Linked DNA regions of Anas platyrhynchos: region 2 is linked to region 1. A link is a contact called in public Hi-C data. All regions are on one chromosome and are shown on one strand. The core of a region is the stretch at or near the end of the contact, and the rest is flanking DNA. Distances in the headings are between cores, read along the strand shown. Region 1 holds the start of SEMA5B (semaphorin 5B). Region 2 overlaps SEC22A (SEC22 homolog A, vesicle trafficking protein).

Region 1 (4,130 bases), core at 281-2,780:
TCAAGAAGAAGGAAAAGAAGGAAGAGAAGAAGAAAAAAAAAAAAAAAAAAAAAAAAAAAAAAAAAAAAAACAGGACTTGGCATCTACCATGTTTGGAGACCTTGTTTTAGGACAGGAAATTATCTAAAAGAGTCTAACCTGAGCCAGCTGAGGACAGCGAGCCTTCAGGACACAGATACTCCCCTGCACTCCGCCTAACGCCCGTGAGCAGCCAGGTTGAGCACCGACTTGGCAAGCACACCTTTTGTTTGTTTCCTCCGAGGCGTAGCAGCAAGCACGCTCCTGGGCAGCACCGCGGAGCAGATGGCAGTGTTGGAAAATACACATCTCCAACTTTTGGTGTGGGTGTCGGAGCTGGATCCGCAAGGGTTGTTCCTGGGAATCCCCCTTCTCCCCCCCCCCCCCCCCGCCCCACAAGTTTCTAACAATACGCGGAGCGAAGGAGCTGCACAAGGCTCTCTGCTTCCCTCTCCCTCTCCCCTTCGCTTTTGATCTCCATCAGGACGTGAGCTGAAATTTAATGGGCCACCCCTACCACAAAGACAAATTACCATCTGAAAAAAAAAATAATAATTTAATATCCCTCCATCCAAGCCATCCGGCTCCCCACCACCGCACCCCTTCCCTCCCTCGCAGCCCCGCTCAGCGGGTTTCGGGAGAGCCGGGAAGGTGCTGGAGAGGGGGACAGAAAGAGGAACGAAGCCACCTCCGGGGCCACCTCCTAGCTCCGGGACTACCAGACCAGCCCAGCCCAGCGTGGGGCCAGGAGCGCACCCTTACACCCCGCAGGGGGTCCCTGGACCCCGTAGGGTGTCTCAATGCCCTGCAGGGTGTGCATTCACCCGTGGGGTGTCCCCACACCCTGGAGGGTGTCCCCACGCTCTGCAGAGTGTCCCTAAACCCCGTAGGGTGTCCCCACGCTCTGCAGTGTCCCCACACCCTGCGGAGTATCCCCGTGCCCCACAGAGTGTCCCCATGCCCCGCAGAGTGTCCCTACACCCCGCTGGGTGTCCCCGCGCTCCGCAGGGTGTCCTTACACCCCACAGCGTCCCCCAAGCCCCGTAGGGTGTCCCCACACCTCGGAGGGTGCCCCGACGCCCCGCAGGGTGCCCCCCGGCCCCTCTCCCCCTCCGCAGCACGAAGTTTGCTCTCCCACCTCCCTCCCCCGGCCCCGGCGCGGTGCTTACGGGGTGTCGGCGGGGCTCCGGCTGCGGGGCTCAGCGGCACATCGCGCTCCGGCTGCCGCTGGAGGCCGGCGGGGAGCGGCTGCTGGCCCCACGGCTGGCCCCACGGCTCGCCCCACGGCTCAGCCCCACGGCCCCGGGCTCAGGGAGCTCCGGCCCGGGCCATGCGAGGCGAGGAGGAGGCGGCGGCGATGCGGGGAGCCGCGAAGTCGGGCCCCGGGTCCTGCCCCGCGCTCCGCCGGCTCTTCCCGGCGGCTGCGAGCAGCGCGGCTCCAACTCTTGCCATCGGAGAGCGGGGGGAGGAGGAGGAGGAGGAGGAGGCGGAGGAGGAGGAGGAGGAGGTAGGGGAGGAGGAGGAGGGAGCTAGGGGCTGGCGGCTCCGGCTCTCCCCGGTGGCAGCCGAGGGGCTCCCAGCGCAGGGGGCGCGGAGCGAGGGGGAAGGAGAGGGGAAGGGGCGAGGGCAGGCACGGGGAGGGCTGCAGCGGGAGAAGGGCGGACGGTGGGAGGGGGCCCCAAATATTTTTTTTGGGGGGGGGGTCAAAGTTTGGGCTCCGGTCCCCCGTGCCTCTGGAGGCCGGGGGGAATTGCCGGCGGAGGGCCTGGGCTCTTTATTTCGCTGCCGGAGCCTCCGACAGGGCGGCCTGCGCGATGGCGCTGCGTGGGGGTGCGTGCATAATGAGCTGGGGGTTATTTCATTTTATTTCATCTTACTTTTTTATTATTGTTTTTTCTTCCCCACGCGGAGCCGGCCACTGATGCTCTGTAAAACCAGCGGCACCGTGCCGGGGGTCCGGCTGGGGTGGCAGGGGGCTCCCCCAGGTCAAAGTCACGGCACAGAGGCGCTCGTTACCCCAGACGTGATTATTTGCCCCGTCTTAATTTCTCAGTTCTGTAGTCGGGTAACTAGCACTGCTTCCCCTCATGCTGGAGCACGTTTTTGGATACAGTTTGCCCGAAATGGACAATTCGTAATTTATGTTTTCCATCTGATTTCCACGTTAAAACACGCACCGCAAAGTTGAGGGCAGGGAGCGGGTGCAGGCTGAACACAGCGTGGCTCTGGGTGCTGCCCAGACCTCGGGTACAAGGATGTGCCTCGACCCGGGCAGAGCCTGAAGGGTGCTGAGCAAGCAGCCCCGGGCACGGCAGCATCTCCTCTGCCCTCTGTTTTCACCCCCATCTCTTCTGAAGTTCTACAGAAAAACCCGCACTGATTTGTTGGTACAGCATCTTCTCGGGGTATTCATATTAATTTCGACGTGAATAGTAAATAACTGTTGAGCTCATCTGTTTCCCTAATAAGCAGGATGATATCTTTCAATTTAGTAAATTAAATAATGACGTACAGTGTTGGGAGCAGGATGCGGTGCAGGTCGGTACTGCTGTGGCAGGGCTGTGCTGGATTTTCCCTTTTCTTTTTTTTCCTCCCCAGTCCTGCTGCAGAGCGGGTGCTTTGCTCACCCAGGCCTCGGGGGCAGGACCCCAAAAAGACCCCCAAAGCTCTGCCTTTCTTCCTCCTGAGACCTGCAAATTAGGCACTGAGCAGCGAGCAGTGAGTAGCATGAAACGAGGTAAAGGAAGGGGGTGCCCACCCTCTGTCAGCATTTAAAGATCTCTGGAGAGCGCTTTCCTATTAAAGATTGTTTGCCCAAAAATCCCCCATCGTTTCCCTGCTCCTGTTTTGCTGTTTTGCCCTGCAGAGCTGGCAGTCCTGCTGGCCATGTGCATTGCTCAGAGACCCCCGAGTGAAGGTACCAGCAAAGTCCTGGGCTGTTTTTTGGCCTCTGGGGTCTGGCTGCTGTAATTGGGACACACGGCAGGACCTCTCCAAACCTCTGCCCCACCCGGGAAACCACTGACTCCTTTCAGTAGCAGCCATCAGATGCAAAATAGTACAATCCTGCTTCTTCAAAAAAAAGAAGTGCTAAGTTAAAATCGGGGCGCTGTGCTCCCAGTGAGCTGTACCCACCAACTTTTCCCACCTCCAAACCCTAAAGCTGGGCAGGGCGGGCCGGGCCGGGCCGGCTCTCACCGCTAGGTGCTGCTGGTGCCTCCCGATGCGCCTGCAGCCGCGACTGCCGCCCGGCCCGGAGCCCCCTGCCCAGGGCTAGCGGGGAAAAAAAGGGGGCTCCGGGGCAGTGGGGGGCACCTCGCTGCCTGCAGGGTGCTGGGAGGGCTGGGTGAAATGGGGCACAGCCCCCAGGCGCAGCTGGGCCAGGGTATGGGGCTGTGGGGTGGGTAGCAGAAGCTCGCTGCTGAGCCCGGGTGTAAAATAGGGATTTGGGGGGGATGAGGACAGCGGAGCTGGGCTTGTGGTGGGTCAGGTCACCCCGAGACAGCCCCCGAATTGCAGCCGGTGTTGCATTTGCCTGCCGAAGCAGGGCAGGCTGCGTTGATCTGCAGGAAATCAATTTGGCGTGGCTGGGCGGGCTGCACGGCGCTGCTCGACTCCGCTCAACTGGGCACCCAGCTAGACCTCGCTGGGTGTAGGGCAGATGGGGAGGAAAATCTCCATTCTGGCCTCATCATCCAGAGACTGGGCGGCAGCGCTTGTCCCCGCTTGATCCCTAGACCGTGGCTCCGCAGCGGCAGTGGTGTTAGAAAAGCGATTTTGCTGTAGGTGGCCAGAGCATTTCACACGGCGTGAGGGAAGGGGCGCACATCAGTGACAAGACTTTAAAACGATGCTCAAATGTAGAGCACACACTCTCGGGTGGTCACTTCAGCACCTGCCTATGGGTTTTTACCTCCCTGGTGCACTGCAAGGGGGGAAGAAGGGCTGCCACGAAGGAAACGCTCGCACCAGAGGCAGCGAAATGTTCTCTGCAACTTTGTGCTGATGCAGGCGGCTGCTCGCAGCTCCTAGACGGCGCGGTGTGTTCTCAAAAGGGAAAAAACGCCCTTCGAAGTACAATATCAGCAAATGCTCAAACGAAATGGCATGCA
Region 2 (4,151 bases), core at 918-3,417, 150 kb after region 1:
TACTAGCTGTTAACATAGAACAGAGTTCTACTGCAATCTTTACATTTGTATAATATGATACTATATTTTCTCAGTCAGAATATTTTGCAGTCACATTTCATACCTACGTACGTTTATACTTGAATGCAGTTGATTTTTTCATAAGGATATTTAATAACCTCTCAGCAAAGCCAAAATAAGTGCAGTAAATCCATTGTATTAGCAGTTCATTCAGTCTCATGCAGTGAAAAGTCATTAGTTTATTCACAGTTATTAAGTAATTAGATTTCTAGAGCTAGATTTTTTTGACTGCAGAATAAAGTAGCACACGATATATTAGCCACAAAACAGAAATGGCATTAGAATGTTCCAAGATAAATGTAATCATTTCAAACAGTGTATTTAAATTTGTGAAGTATGTAGTACATAAAGCTGCATGGTTTAAGATTACTTAATTAACCAAAGTCCATAGGGTTATAACTTTTCTTTTAAATTTTACACAGATAATTTCATTCAGAGGACCAAACAGAGATACAACAACACACGTTCTTTGTCAACAAAGATGAATCTTGCTGACATGCAGACAGAAATCAAACTGAGGCCACCTTATCAAATTTCCCTGTCAGAACTTGGCTCAGCTAATGGATTTGCACATCTATCTGCAGCAGAGTATAAGGGGACTGGTAAGATATCTGCAGGTAAGTTTCCGACTTTCATATTTGTATCCTTAAATGTCACAGAAGCAGAGTGGTAGAATTAATCTTTCTTTTGACATTATTTCTTAAAAAAAAAAAAAAAAAAAAAAAAAGTTTTTCACTGTGATGTTCTTAAAGCATAAAATTGCCATGAGATAACGTCCTTTAGTTTAGATGTCGTGTTCTATGCTCTAAATGTTCCTCTTTGCAAGGCACTCAGAGAGAGAAAAGGGCCTATTTAATGGACAGGCTATTGAAGGGAAAACTAACCACATGAAAATAAGCAAAACAGGACGAGCACTTAACATAATCCTTTTTTTTTTCAACCTCTTAATATTTATCAAAATTTTGATTGTTTCTGCCCAGTGAGATCCAGTGACAAAAGCTAAGATCAGTGCTATGAGTTAGAGCAGCTGGAGAGAGGGGCATTGCTTTAGGAAGCATCTGTGAAGGTAAAGTTCCAAAGAGCTGTGGTGTCTGAAAGAGCTATTCTCTAAAATAAGTGCTTTGTGTATGAGGTCAGTGATAGCGATTTCATATAAACTTGTCACGTTCATTCATTCATTCATTTAAGTGGTCTTGATTTTTTAATTTTTTTTTTTAATCTTTAATTTACCATGTGTAGGAGGTACATGTGGCATTGTGTGGTTTTTAACTGGGGTAAAACTTGAGCAGGGTTTAAGGCTTGTGGTATCAAGTGAATGCTCTGAATCGGTTTGAGGCCCACATTTAGATGTTTCCCAGTATGCCAGAAAACTTGAAACTTCCCAAATCCTTGCTTATCCCGGGCAGGCACATACCATTGCCATTCACTTTACAGTGTCAGGGTGGAAATTGCTATTTTAAAGCTAAACATTTGCTAAAGTCTTTCATATAAGAAATCAGCTTAATTTTGTGCTTTTATATATTTTTAATAGGATCTCTTTACTGTGGTATCATCCTAATTACATTGCTTATTCCTAAGGATTCCTTTAGGAGACAGAACTACTTTCTACTAAAAATGAGAAACAGAATTGTTAGGGTGCCCTATCCGTACTGCCAGGGCCTTGATCCTGAGAATTCTAAGCGCTATTGAACAGCGTAGAAATAACTTACAATTTCAATATTTACTATTTAAGAGTACTAGAAATTCTGGGAAATTAGGAAAATAAGTGTGAAGATACTTAAATTGTTTATAGGAGTAGAATCTTTTAAGCAGTACTGTACGTATCTTTAATCATCTACTGCATGCTGTTTTGAAAGGTATGTTCCTTTCCATGCATCTCTCTGTTCAGTTATCCATTCCCTTCCTTGAATTGCTGTAGAAACTCACTATCCAAGGGCTGTGCATTATGAGAGGTTTGCACTTTCCTCCTTTAGCTCTTCAAATTTCAGATGCTATTAAATAATAGTGTCGTGAATGTGACTGTTTTTTAAGCAAGTGTGCTAATACTTGCATAATTCTTCGCTATCATCACTTCTCTCCATCCTTGAAAAGAACTCTCTCTGGATATTTACTACCCACTCTGGTGGCCAGGCTTGAAAGTTTCTCCTTCGCTGTATGGTATGCACATACCATATATAACCGTAACAGCGTGGTTGTTTCTAGTAGTATTTCCCTAAGTTCATTATTAAATATAGCACAAATGAGCTAACTGAACTTATTTTAAGTTACTGCACACCAGTAATCGGACAGCCCTGCCTGCTTATCAGTGTGAAATAGCTTTTGTCTTTTTTTTTTGTTTGTTTAGTTTCTGTAACTTCATAAACTGGAAAGCCTTTTTCCTGGATCTGTTCAGTGCATACAACCAGGATTGACACTCCTCTCTCTATTAATGTTACGGTTCATTAACCTCATTGTTCACATCTTTACACTTCGTTGATTTGAACAGAGCGATTTAAGTATGGTTCAGTAGTCCTGTTGTTTTCTCAGTGTTGCTTAGGCTGTTTAGAGTTTTTCATTGTTTTTTTCATATTTATTAATTATGGAAAGGGACAGTAATGAGCAACATAAGCAACTGTTCTGTGCTTGTGACCCTAGATAAGCCTGAAGGAGTTGCTGTGCAAAGAAAATATGTTTTAATTTTAACATATTTTGTGAGAGACCTCTAAGCAGTATCTGGAAGGTCTGTACAAGGATGTAAGATCAGTATTAGCTGTAGTTTCAGAGCAGTCTTCTTTGGAGTAGTACTCGTTGGCTGTATCTATTTTTTTTTAAGTTAGGGGAATGTAATAGGCTTTGCCTCATAGTGTTCCATTCAGCGAGCAAGCTAAATAAGTCTTGATAATTCTTCTAATGCATTAGAGTTAAAGAAAAATGGAGATTGTGAGAGGAGCTCTTAAGTATGTGACTTATTACCTGGCTACTAATTGTGGACAAATTTCAGCAGCAAGTGCATCATTTGCCATTGATTTCCTGGTGCGTTTAAGCGGCTTTCAGGACCCTACTGAATAAATTGGATATATTGAGTTAGATTAAATATAATAAGACAGTTATGCATTGAAGAAAAACATGCTTTAATTCCTTTCTAGACCTTGTGTTGATATATTTAAAGTGTTTTTTCTTTAAGAAGCAAAATTTTGTTTTGGGGTTTGCTTCAGTTACCTCTTGAAATAGAAGACACTGGAAAAAATGAGATTTGATATTTTTCTATATTTCTTAAAATACTGCTTTGACTTCTAATATCTTTATTTTGATCTTTTGATTTGCAGCTCCTCATCAGCGTCTGGAACCTGTCACTCTGCCAGGGATCGTCTCATTTGTACTTAGTCTGTTATGTGGGGCTTTGAATTTAATTCGTGGCTTTCATGCCATAGAAAGTCTCCTGCAGGTATTGTATCATGTTTCTGAATTTTGGAGTTCTGCATCATTGTAGTTATACTGTTATCTTAGAAGTTCTTGCTATATGAGCTGAGTCTTGCCAGTTTTATTTTCACAAATATGGTCTGTGAGGTCAGACCTTTATTAGTGAAACTTGCTGCATATAATCTAAATATCCTTCTTGAGAGTGATGCATCATTCGTTAAGGCTGTGAGTTGCAAAGGCAGTGGAAGGTGGGTGTCTGACTCCCTCCCTAGATACTTGGCAGCAGTGATTATGTGAACATCTTGCTCTTTTCTCAAAATTTATGCCAGCATATGAAACAATTTGAATAGATACTGTTTTAAAACAGTTCTGAGAAATTATGGGAACTGTTGAGAATCTGGCCACATTTTTTTTTTCTTAATTGTTCTTAATACACCTTCTTAGACAGAGTGCTTATTTCACTCTGTTCTGAAAGGATCGACATGAGAGAAACTGTCTAGTGATTTCTTGTTTTCAAACACAACAAAACAAAAAAAAAAACAAAAGTAACCTTCAAGCATTTATTTGCTTATGTGAACTCTGCTCTTACCCTCCCAATGGACTTTCAGTTTCTTTCTATGCACAGAATCCTTGTGTATGTTACTGTGAAAAAGATTTACTAACATTAAACAGGTCTATAGGGTTGTACTGAT

Evidence for each region. A called contact is a pair of places that touch in the nucleus more often than the background predicts.
Region 2: a contact with region 1 is called in a Hi-C map of skeletal muscle, with 2.5 times the contacts expected there. The contact joins the enhancer-like site here to the promoter of SEMA5B in region 1. A contact is called at or near these places in 3 of 8 Hi-C or Micro-C datasets (F1 follicle, skeletal muscle and subcutaneous adipose tissue).

The regions. Positions count from the first base shown.
Region 1 is chr7:15,262,292-15,266,421 of IASCAAS_PekinDuck_T2T, forward strand. It overlaps SEMA5B (semaphorin 5B), which reads right to left and starts at 1,531. Exons shown (of 25, transcript XM_038181972.2): 1 at 1,188-1,531.
Region 2 is chr7:15,407,499-15,411,649 of IASCAAS_PekinDuck_T2T, forward strand. SEC22A (SEC22 homolog A, vesicle trafficking protein) reads left to right here. Exons shown (of 8, transcript XM_027462148.3): 5 at 483-677; 6 at 3,366-3,484. Among named protein-coding and RNA genes, the nearest start is that of SEC22A, 9.4 kb to the left of the region's middle. Within about 2 kb of position 2,168, at least 1 of the 8 cell types and tissues checked has an H3K27ac peak or open chromatin away from gene starts, as enhancers often do. A contact at or near this core is called in F1 follicle, where this site is marked.